Linked DNA regions of Zea mays: regions 1 and 2 are each linked to region 3. The links are chromatin contacts, called in public Hi-C maps. All regions are on one chromosome and are shown on one strand. Each heading gives the region's core, a stretch centred on a gene start, on an enhancer-like site or on the middle of the called end of the contact. The rest is flanking DNA. Distances are from core to core; before and after follow the strand shown. Region 1 holds the start of LOC100191874. Region 2 has its middle 15 kb from the start of LOC111591222. Region 3 holds the start of LOC100193491.

Region 1 (3,022 bases), core at 408-2,907, 700 kb after region 3:
CTCTACCTATCTTTTCATTTTCCCTGACGGCTGGGAGAAAATCAAAAAACACCCTTCTCTCTTCCCAGCTCCCTTCCCTCTCCTTTCACCCTTCTCTCTCCCTCCAAGGCTCCAACACGGCAACACCTTTCTCTCTACATCGCCTGGGAGAAAAGAGAACATAGGGACTGGAGATGAGCTCCTCATCTGAAGCCTTCTTGGTCATGGTCTACTGATCTAGTAAGTTGTAGACTTGCGGTTTCATATAAACTTGTTGATGCTGTGCTATTATGAACTATTCAAGTATTGAATAAACTTGTTGCTGCTGTACTGATCTAGTAAGCTGGATGTACTGCTGTTTTGGACTATTCAAGTATTGAATATTGGACTATTTATACTACTGCAAGTCTCTATAGTATATACTATATATAGTGTTATATATATGACTATCCTGGAATACACAGGACGGCCAGGGGGGCGATTAGGGTCGATCAGGGGCGACTAATCGCCTTGATCGACGCCTAATCGCCCAGTGGGATCGATCATGCGATCAGGCGATCTGAAAATTATGGTCTGGAGAAGGGATAAATTGAGGCGAGCCTTCCCCCGCAAATGTGGAGAGGCTCACAAGAAAAGAAAACCTACATGAAGGCTTGTTAGATAAGTATGTGCATATCTCCTGTATGGTATATATATCTTCTTTATGGTATGCATCACCACAGCTATCAGCAAGTTAGTACTCTTCTAAAGTTGTGTATAGAAAATAGAGATATTCTTGTTAGTTCCTTGACTTGTACTTTAAGCTGCTAATTGTTTTCTGTAATCTGGCACATGGTTGTTGTCGGGTCGCTACTGTATAATATGGACCTGTGACGAGCCTAGTTTGTCATCCACATTTACATAATTTTACAAGACTATCACACCAAAAGGCATGTGTGTAATGTGTTCTACTTTTACAAGCAAACTTTTTATTTCTTGTGTGATATACATCAGCACTACATGCTTATTATGTGAAGTGGGTACGTATAAGTAACACGATGTCTGTAATGTCACAGTATCTAATATTTGGTACTACTATAAGCAACATCAATTGGCTGCAACTGCAGGGATCAAATTACTCAAACAGTGTCATAACGATATGTAACCTATGGTTAGGGAAAAGAAAAATGAATCCAAGATAAGCATATGGAATGGAAGACAGTGTACCTCAACCAAGTCCATGTCCATCCTGATCGCAAGCTGCAAGGCTTCATGCCGGGGGAGAATGTTGTGGCCTTCATCCATGACGAGCCTGACGAAGGGAGCGGCGATGGCGTTGTTCATGCGCGGGCCCGCGCTGGCATCGTCCTCCTCCTTGCCTCGCTTCCTATTGGTCTTCAAAACCGAAACGGGACGGAACGGGTCACCACAAAGCCCACGGTCACGAGGCAGCGCGGCAGGGAAGGCGGGGTGAACGGAGGCAGCAGCGAAGAGGGGTGCCTACCTGAGTACCAGGCGGAGCAGCGAAGTGCCGGAAAGGCGGGGCCAGCGGGGAGCGTATGGGAGTGGGAGCGGGGGCGGCGAGGGCCAGTGGGGGAGGAGGATGGGGACGGTGGCGGCGGAGGTAGGCGGCGGCGCGGAGCGCGAGGGATCCGGCGTTGCGCCGGAGAGCCATCCTTTTTTTTCCTTGCCTTGTGTCGCCGGGCCCGGAGGGTTGCGGGACGCTATGGGGGCCCGGAGGACCTTGCTCTGCTTTGTCCTCGTGGGGATGGGATGGGCTTGGCTGGGCTGGGCTAGACGGGCCTTCCCCCTCATGATCTCTGCCAGGTGGGCTTTGGCCCATATGCCCGCTGTTCGGTCGAGTAGGTTGTGTCCATGTCCGGATATTTTGTATTTTAGTTTTTTTTAAAAAATCGCGTTTAGATTTCTGGACGAATTAATATTGTTTTTGGACCTTTTGCTCGTCGCCACAGCCCGTGGCGTTGAGGTATCACGTCTCAGCGTCATAGTCTGTGGCACCGAGGTACGTGTCGCGCTGGCGGATAATGCTAACGCAACACCATCGTGGTCCCCTAGCTCGGCATCATAAAACTTGGCGCGAGGCTAGGATTTAGGCTCGGACTGAGCTCCTCCTTCCCATTCTCTCCCTCACCTTCGCTCACTCACTGCTACCGCCCAATCTTTGTGCTTCACCACCGCAGGCCTCGCCCCGATCCCCGCTCCGACGCCAGCCTCGAGCGTCGTGATGAGCCGCCGCCCCGAGCACCCGCGTCGTCGCCCTCGAGCGCCGCGCTGCCACGAGCCTCCACGCGACCGTCACGTGCGACGTCATCGGTCCGGAAGCACGCCATCGCCTCGCCAACGTCGCCTTGCCTTGTTGTCGCACCTTCGTCTCCTTGAGGTCAATGTCGCACGCCTAGGTTTAGTTTAGGTTAGTACAAACTTTACTCTAGGTTTAGTTAAGTATAAATGTTAGTTTAGTTACAAATTTTACTCTAGGTTAGTTTAGTATATATTTTAGTTTACTTTAGTTATTAAGTTTAGTATATTTAGTTTAGTTTTGTGTAGTTATTTAGTTTGTTTAGTATATATTTTAGTTTGGTTTACTTTCATACAAACTTGCTAGTTAGTTTTTGTACTTGTTTGTGGACTTAGTTAGTTTAGTTTTGATTAGTTTAGTATAGTTAGTTTATTTTTGTTTAATATGTTTAGTTTAGTTTTGTTTACTTTAGTACAAAGTTGCTAGTTAGTTTGTGTACTTAGTTACATACCACTAGTTAGATAAGTGAATGTGTATGTCACCCATCGTGTTGTTCGTTTCTCTTCAGGTTTTAGAAACCTCACCATATAGGGGAGGTGCTGCCGAAATTTTTATTGAAAGTAATATGTTTTTTTGTAGATACGAAGCCATCCGACTCCACCTCCGCCACTGGTAGTGTCACACCCGTTTCTAAGGGGCAGAGCCGGGTGCATAGCATATGTGTGCCAGGATCTATTTCCACACATATGTTGATGCCACAAGTGTAATATATCAAAAGAACAATGCATAAAAGCGTAAATAACG
Region 2 (2,899 bases), core at 350-2,849, 680 kb after region 3:
TCTTTCGCTGATGTGTTTATGGTTTGTGCAGTTACTTCATCTTAATTGAAGTAAAGTGTTAATTTTTAGTGTTTGGAGACAAAAATCCGATTGGCTCCCATTCACACCCCCCTCTGGTCGCCTTACCGGTCCTACATATTGAATTGTTCGTGTATATATATATATATATATATATATATATATATATATATATATATATATATATATATATATATATATATATATATATGTTTGAATACTGAGATTGGATTTCTAATTAAAAATAATAATAATAAATATATCTATATACCTATATATAGATTATCTATATGCTTAAAGAGATAAAATAGATAAGTAAAATATAATGGTTGCCTTCATGCTAGGGGTTTTTGTTTGTGTGCATTCAACCTGGAAATTCAAACCCCAAATCAAATTGAATTAGGAACAAATTTGCAATTTGTGATTAGATTTGGAATAGAAATTCAAAAAGGAAAAGAAAAAAGGAGAATAAAACCCTGCTGGGCTGGAAACCTCCTTTTTGGCCCATTTTCCCTCCTTTGCGCGGCCCAACAGTGGACCCCTGTCGCCGACATGTGGACCCGGGTGGCACAGCCACTCCACCCCGTTTCACCGATTGGCGGGGCCCGCTGACCGGCCTCACCCCGCGTGCGTTGCCTGCTCCTGGTTGGCTAACATGTGGGGCCGTTTTGTCAACCGTCTCTCACCCACGCGCATGCCCGGATTTGCCACTGCTGTGTGGGGCCCTTCGCCAGTGCCTGCCCGCTAGGCGCGTCGCTCACCTTGGTCGCTGTCGCATGGGTCCGATGATAGGTGGGACCCACGTTACAGGGGCATCTCCCAGATAGGAACAGCACGGACCGAGCGGCGCGCAATTCGCGTGGGCCGTTGTAACCGCCACACTGTGGGCATCTAGCTTGGGGTCGGCTATGTATACGCCCTGCGCATTAGCCTCGGGGTCATCCCGCATATACGCCTGCGCACACGCCGGGGTAGCCAAGCATGCTACGAGAGTTTGGGAGAGGAACAGTGGGCTGCAGCCGCCATGGACCCTTATCGATGGTGTTCGCTTGTGCGTGAGGAAGCTGTCGCTCGTGTCACCGAGGGAAATACCGCCTCATTCTCGATGAACTATTCGTCGGAGTTCTCAGACCACCGCCAAACTGCCTCTCGCCATGATGTGGTCTCCACGACGTGATCTCCGGTAAGTATAGGGAACCTTTGTTTTGATTCGCTATCCGCTTTGCGTAGAACTTGCTATAGAAAGGTAGCATGCACTGGTACTCAGTTGTCGGAGCGCCTGCAGTCACGCCACCGCATCCTGCTCACTCGCCGTCACGCGGGCGCTGCCGGAGGTAGAAGACTGAGGTAGGAGAAAGAAGACTAGTCGTTAGATCTCCAAATAGACGCACTGGATTAGGTCAAAAATAACGTTTCGCCCGGGTTAATCCTAGCCATCGATCTTTGTGTTGGTGACCTAGATCAAAATGAAGAACACCCCTTCACCGGTTGTATTAGAATCGTTGGATCACGGGTAAGCGACCGGGATCGGATCTGGTCATCGTGAATTTTGGACCGTGGATCCTAGATCTGGCGGCCTCAGTTTAGTACCGGTTCGGTTAGGGATAGATCTAATCCACACCGTAGGTTGAGGATCCCATGGCCAGGGTGTGTTCATACCCCTTCGGCTCACAAATTTGCTAAAGAGCCCCGAGCAAAACAATAAAACAGCCCACAGTCCACGCGTAGTAGTAAAGTATTTTACTTAGGTCCCGAATTATTGTGAATTAGACCCTGAACTTTTCCAAGAAATCCTAGCCGCAGCTCAACAATTCGGTTAGGTATATAAAATAAATCTGGTAATCGGTTTTAATATAAAATAAACCTAAAAACTTGTTTATTGCATAACTTACTCACTTTTACTCTGAATTACTCCACTCAAGTTGTGTTAGCTTCGTATAAATATTTACTACACAGTGACAACATTAATTATACCATATCGCCTACTTTTATAGTTAGATATTTATTAACCTATGTCTACTAGATTAACTCTTCTAATCAAAGCTAAAATGTCCATAATTATAATTTGGTTAAAATATGATCACTAGACAAGTTATAATTAAGATTAAAGTTGAATTAATTATTTTTTCAGATTATCTTTATAAAATCAACACAAGACTTAGTTTTAATTACTTAATCACGTGGGTCTTCCGAAAATTATACCTCTTTAACCATAACTCTGATTTTAGTAGTTCTCAAACCCACGATCTCGTAGCAACAATTAGAGTATTATTATACAGTTTGTTCTTATGTTTGGTGTGATGTTAATTTTGCCTATATCATGTTTGTTTGAATTGCTACGAATAGCGGTGATGTCACGAGAATCTGAAGATCATCTTGGTACCTGGGAATCTCAAGTCTAAGGCAAGTTGCTCACTTGATTACTTTTATTTACCCAATAATGTTCTCTATAATCATTTTGGCATGCATAGGCTTAATTTTGATGGGACCCAATAGGTCACCCTAGTTTGGTCATCTTTACACCTTGTTCACCCTTGAACTTTTGGGTAGTCTTTGCTATTGCTATATATGGTTTTGGGATCAATATTACATTATGATCATGTTCCAATTATACTGTGGTTTTAATTATTGTTCATGACAAGGTTATTATGTTGATTGGAACATCGAGCTTAACTTGAGAAACACGTGCCACCACAAGGGTGGAATGGGACGCCCTTGGCTGACTAATTAGGAAAGCTAGTGGAGGACTATCTTACCCGAAAGGGGCAAGGGCAGTAGGGGAGTAGGCGTGTAGGGAGGTTCTCGGGTTGACTTTGCTGCGATGGCGGTCAGACGGGGGATTCCTGCATTGCTCTTACTAGAAACTGTAGCGGGTTTTCTG
Region 3 (3,174 bases), core at 70-2,569:
AATAAAATTTGTAGGTCTTGAAATGTAATTAAACTTTGTAATTGACACTTTTTTGATTTGAAATCATCTTATCATTGAAAAATTCGTGTGAAGTTTTAAAATTTAAAATTTAAATTTTGTAAACAACATCGGATGTAGAAACTATCAAAATAAAACTTGTAGATCTTGAAAAGTTATGCAACTTTATAGTTGTCACATTTTCAAATTAATTCATTTAGTACCTTAAATAATTAAATTACTCTCGGTTTGTTATAGTACACGAGGAATGAAAACATAATATAGACATAATTGATTTAGTCTTGTAGTGGTAAAGGAGAGTATGCGCGCGAGAGAGGTTGCGAGTTTGAATCTTACCATTACAAAACATGTAAATTTGATTCAAAATAATAATGAAAAATGTAAATTTATTCATATAATTTAAAAAATGTTTTGCTACCGAAAAAAATACTCGACAAAGAACTATTTGCCGAGCATTATTTGCTGAGTGTAACATTTGACAACGTCTTGCCAAGTGTAAAATGAACACTTGGCAACGTCTTGCCGAGTGTAAAATAAGCGGCGAAGAACGTGATTCAAGTAGTATAACAAGAGTAAGCCATGCCCGGCAGCTCCTTTTGCGTCGCCTAATAGGAGAGCTGACGAGTTGCTGTCGGTGACGACCAAACCAATCGCAATGAACTCACGACACAAGAAAGAAACACAACGAGAGTTATATGGCTTGTTATACGCACACGTATGAATATAGTATTGTGGATGTAGGGCCCAGCGCACGCATTATGATTATATGGAGCTTACTGTTATAGCACTACAGTAGTGTTTCCTTATATATGTTAGCTGATGTTCAGAACAACGCACAATGAAACAGAAATGAGACAGGCGCCGCGGATTATAGGGTAGGCACAGGCCAGCCAATCAGTAAGCTAGCTCTCCAGCTCAACATGTTAATCGATCTTTGACCAGGGAAAAGGCACCACCCCATCAGCATCAAATATAGTAAGAGGTTTGTTATATGCCTGAACAGCAAACGTCCGGCGTGCAGAGCGCCTTTCACTGCTGCTCTGAATTTCATCATCCAATGAGCATGAGCCACTACTAGTGTCAATAGGCAAGACGGTGTGCCGTGCCACTAGGCAAGTACGGCTTGGTTCATCCCTGCTGGGCCAATTGGAGCCCATTTATATGGATGGATCCTTGGAATTGTTTGATCCATCGGATTGTTCCTCTGTGGAAGCCCAACTACACTCGAGTGGTACCGTACGCCATTCACCCTTTTACGAGAGGATTGTTCTATTCACGAGAAGGGCCAAGACTAGTAGCATCTTGTATCGTCATCGCCGTGATCCCATGGCACCTCTTCCCTTCGCACTCCGTGCCCGGCCGCCGTCCTGCCCATACGCCCATACGGGTAATGCCATACCCCATCACAACGGTCCGTCTATCCCTTCCCTTGGAAACGTCCACGCATCCTCCGTCTCCGTCCCCATCTCGCGAAGCTAGCGGGAATAACAAGCAACGATACCTACGACGACCTACCCCCCTTTCCCTGCTCTCTCCTTCCAACTCTTGTTTCTGCAACGCCAGGGCGCAACCATGGGTCAGCAGCAGCAAGGGCCGGCGGCCAGGCGGATGGCCACGCTCGCCTCCCACCTGCGCCATCCCTCCGTCTCTCACCCTCAGGTCAGACACCGCGCTCCCCCCTCCCTCTTCCACCTTTCCGGCTCGTTTAGTTCGACGACCTCCGTAACAGGGGACGGCGGCGGTTCGCTTGGATTCGCTTCGCCGCCGCCCGCCCGCCCTCCCGTCTCTCGACTCGAACGCCAGTGAATTCGAGCCCCAAAGGTCAAGGGGATCCTTCGCCGCAGCGCGGGCTCGCCCAAAGCAGGACCTTGGCATCAAAGGAGGCTCCTTTGGTCCTGATGGGATGGGAGCCGTATAACCATATTAACTTCCAGTGCCACCACTGTCTTGGATCGTGGATCGGGTTGTGCATGCCTACCAGTACCAACGGCCGAATTGTTTTGTATGGGGATTGCTGATTCAATTCCTGTTCCTGAATGTATCCACTGCCAAATGTTGACCGGACAGCTACATATATTTACTGCATTGTGCGTGGTGGTAGTATCGCTCTCGCATTTTACTGAACTGCACCTGGAAAGTAGTTTGTGCGCCTAAATGTGCGCAATTCTGTCAAGTACCGGAATCCGATCGAGTCTCTTAGAGTTCTAGGTTTCGTTCCTTACTTTCTGATACTTGAATGACGACACCTACCTTTGTAAACCACATGTGACATGGTTTTAACAGAACGTCACGTGGATCTAGTGACAAACACAAAAGCTTCCTCCTCATCCTTTTTGGAACCTTTTAAATTGGTTGCCAACGACCTGTCTAGGGATTTTAGAATCTTCTCCAAACTAGTCACACTGATGGGTGATGGGTTCCCACCTTATTCAGACTAAAAATGCACTCTGGGCTCTACTTTTCATATCTGCTAAATTTTCTTATGTTGCTTTGTTTTGAAGATGGAAGATGTTCCCCTCTTGAGGGGATCCAATTGCCGTGCAAAAGGTGCGGCGCCAGGCTTCAAAGTCGCGATCTTGGGTGCAGCAGGTGGGATTGGGCAGCCACTTGCGCTATTGATGAAGATGAACCCTCTTGTTTCGGTGCTCCATCTATACGATGTCGTCAACGCACCTGGTGTCACAGCCGACATCAGCCACATGAACACTGGTGCTGTGGTATGCTTAACTTTATCCGAGACGGTACATTACTGTTGTAGCTAGTTGATGGTACACCTCTACTGCAGTTGGTTCCCAACTGGATTCTTAGGTCATATTTAGAGGACATAAAGTGCTGCAGCCTGCATCTGCAAACACATATTAGCTACTGTCTACTGTACTTAAGACTCGTTCTGAAGTACTACAATTTTCCACTGGAATGCTTGGGAGACAAATTGGAGTTGCCTTGTGAAATGCAGTCACAATTTTTTTACCTGGATATCTTCAGATATCCATTAATTTTTTTAATGTCTGACCACTCGCTGCTATCTGGATACCCCCCCGCCCTCCCGTGCTGTGTCCTACAAACATAAAATTATTTATCTTGTTCACCATTATGTCTATTTTTTTCTTTATCTTTTGGTGTAGTTATGCTAATAAATTCTACAGGTACGTGGCT

Evidence for each region. Hi-C and Micro-C count contacts between places; a contact is called where the count stands out from the background.
Region 1: a contact with region 3 is called in a Hi-C map of bundle sheath, with 3 times the contacts expected there. The contact joins the promoter of LOC100191874 here to the promoter of LOC100193491 in region 3. A contact is called at or near these places in 7 of 25 Hi-C or Micro-C datasets (bundle sheath, leaf, root tip and 1 more).
Region 2: a Hi-C map of endosperm shows a contact between it and region 3, with 4 times the contacts expected there. The contact joins the enhancer-like site here to the promoter of LOC100193491 in region 3. A contact is called at or near these places in 4 of 25 Hi-C or Micro-C datasets (endosperm, leaf, root tip and 1 more).

What each region holds. Positions count from the first base shown.
Region 1 is chr3:109,666,971-109,669,992 of Zm-B73-REFERENCE-NAM-5.0, forward strand. LOC100191874 reads right to left here and starts at 1,658. Exons shown (of 7, transcript NM_001137298.1): 1 at 1,463-1,658; 2 at 1,186-1,353. The coding sequence starts at 1,633.
Region 2 is chr3:109,647,337-109,650,235 of Zm-B73-REFERENCE-NAM-5.0, forward strand. No RefSeq gene overlaps it. Among protein-coding and RNA genes, the nearest start is that of LOC111591222, 15 kb to the right of the region's middle. Within about 2 kb of position 1,600, at least 17 of the 20 cell types and tissues checked have an H3K27ac peak or open chromatin away from gene starts, as enhancers often do. A contact at or near this core is called in endosperm and leaf, where this site is marked.
Region 3 is chr3:108,964,855-108,968,028 of Zm-B73-REFERENCE-NAM-5.0, forward strand. LOC100193491 reads left to right here and starts at 1,320. Exons shown (of 9, transcript NM_001138605.2): 1 at 1,320-1,677; 2 at 2,520-2,735; 3 at 3,165-3,174. The coding sequence starts at 1,591.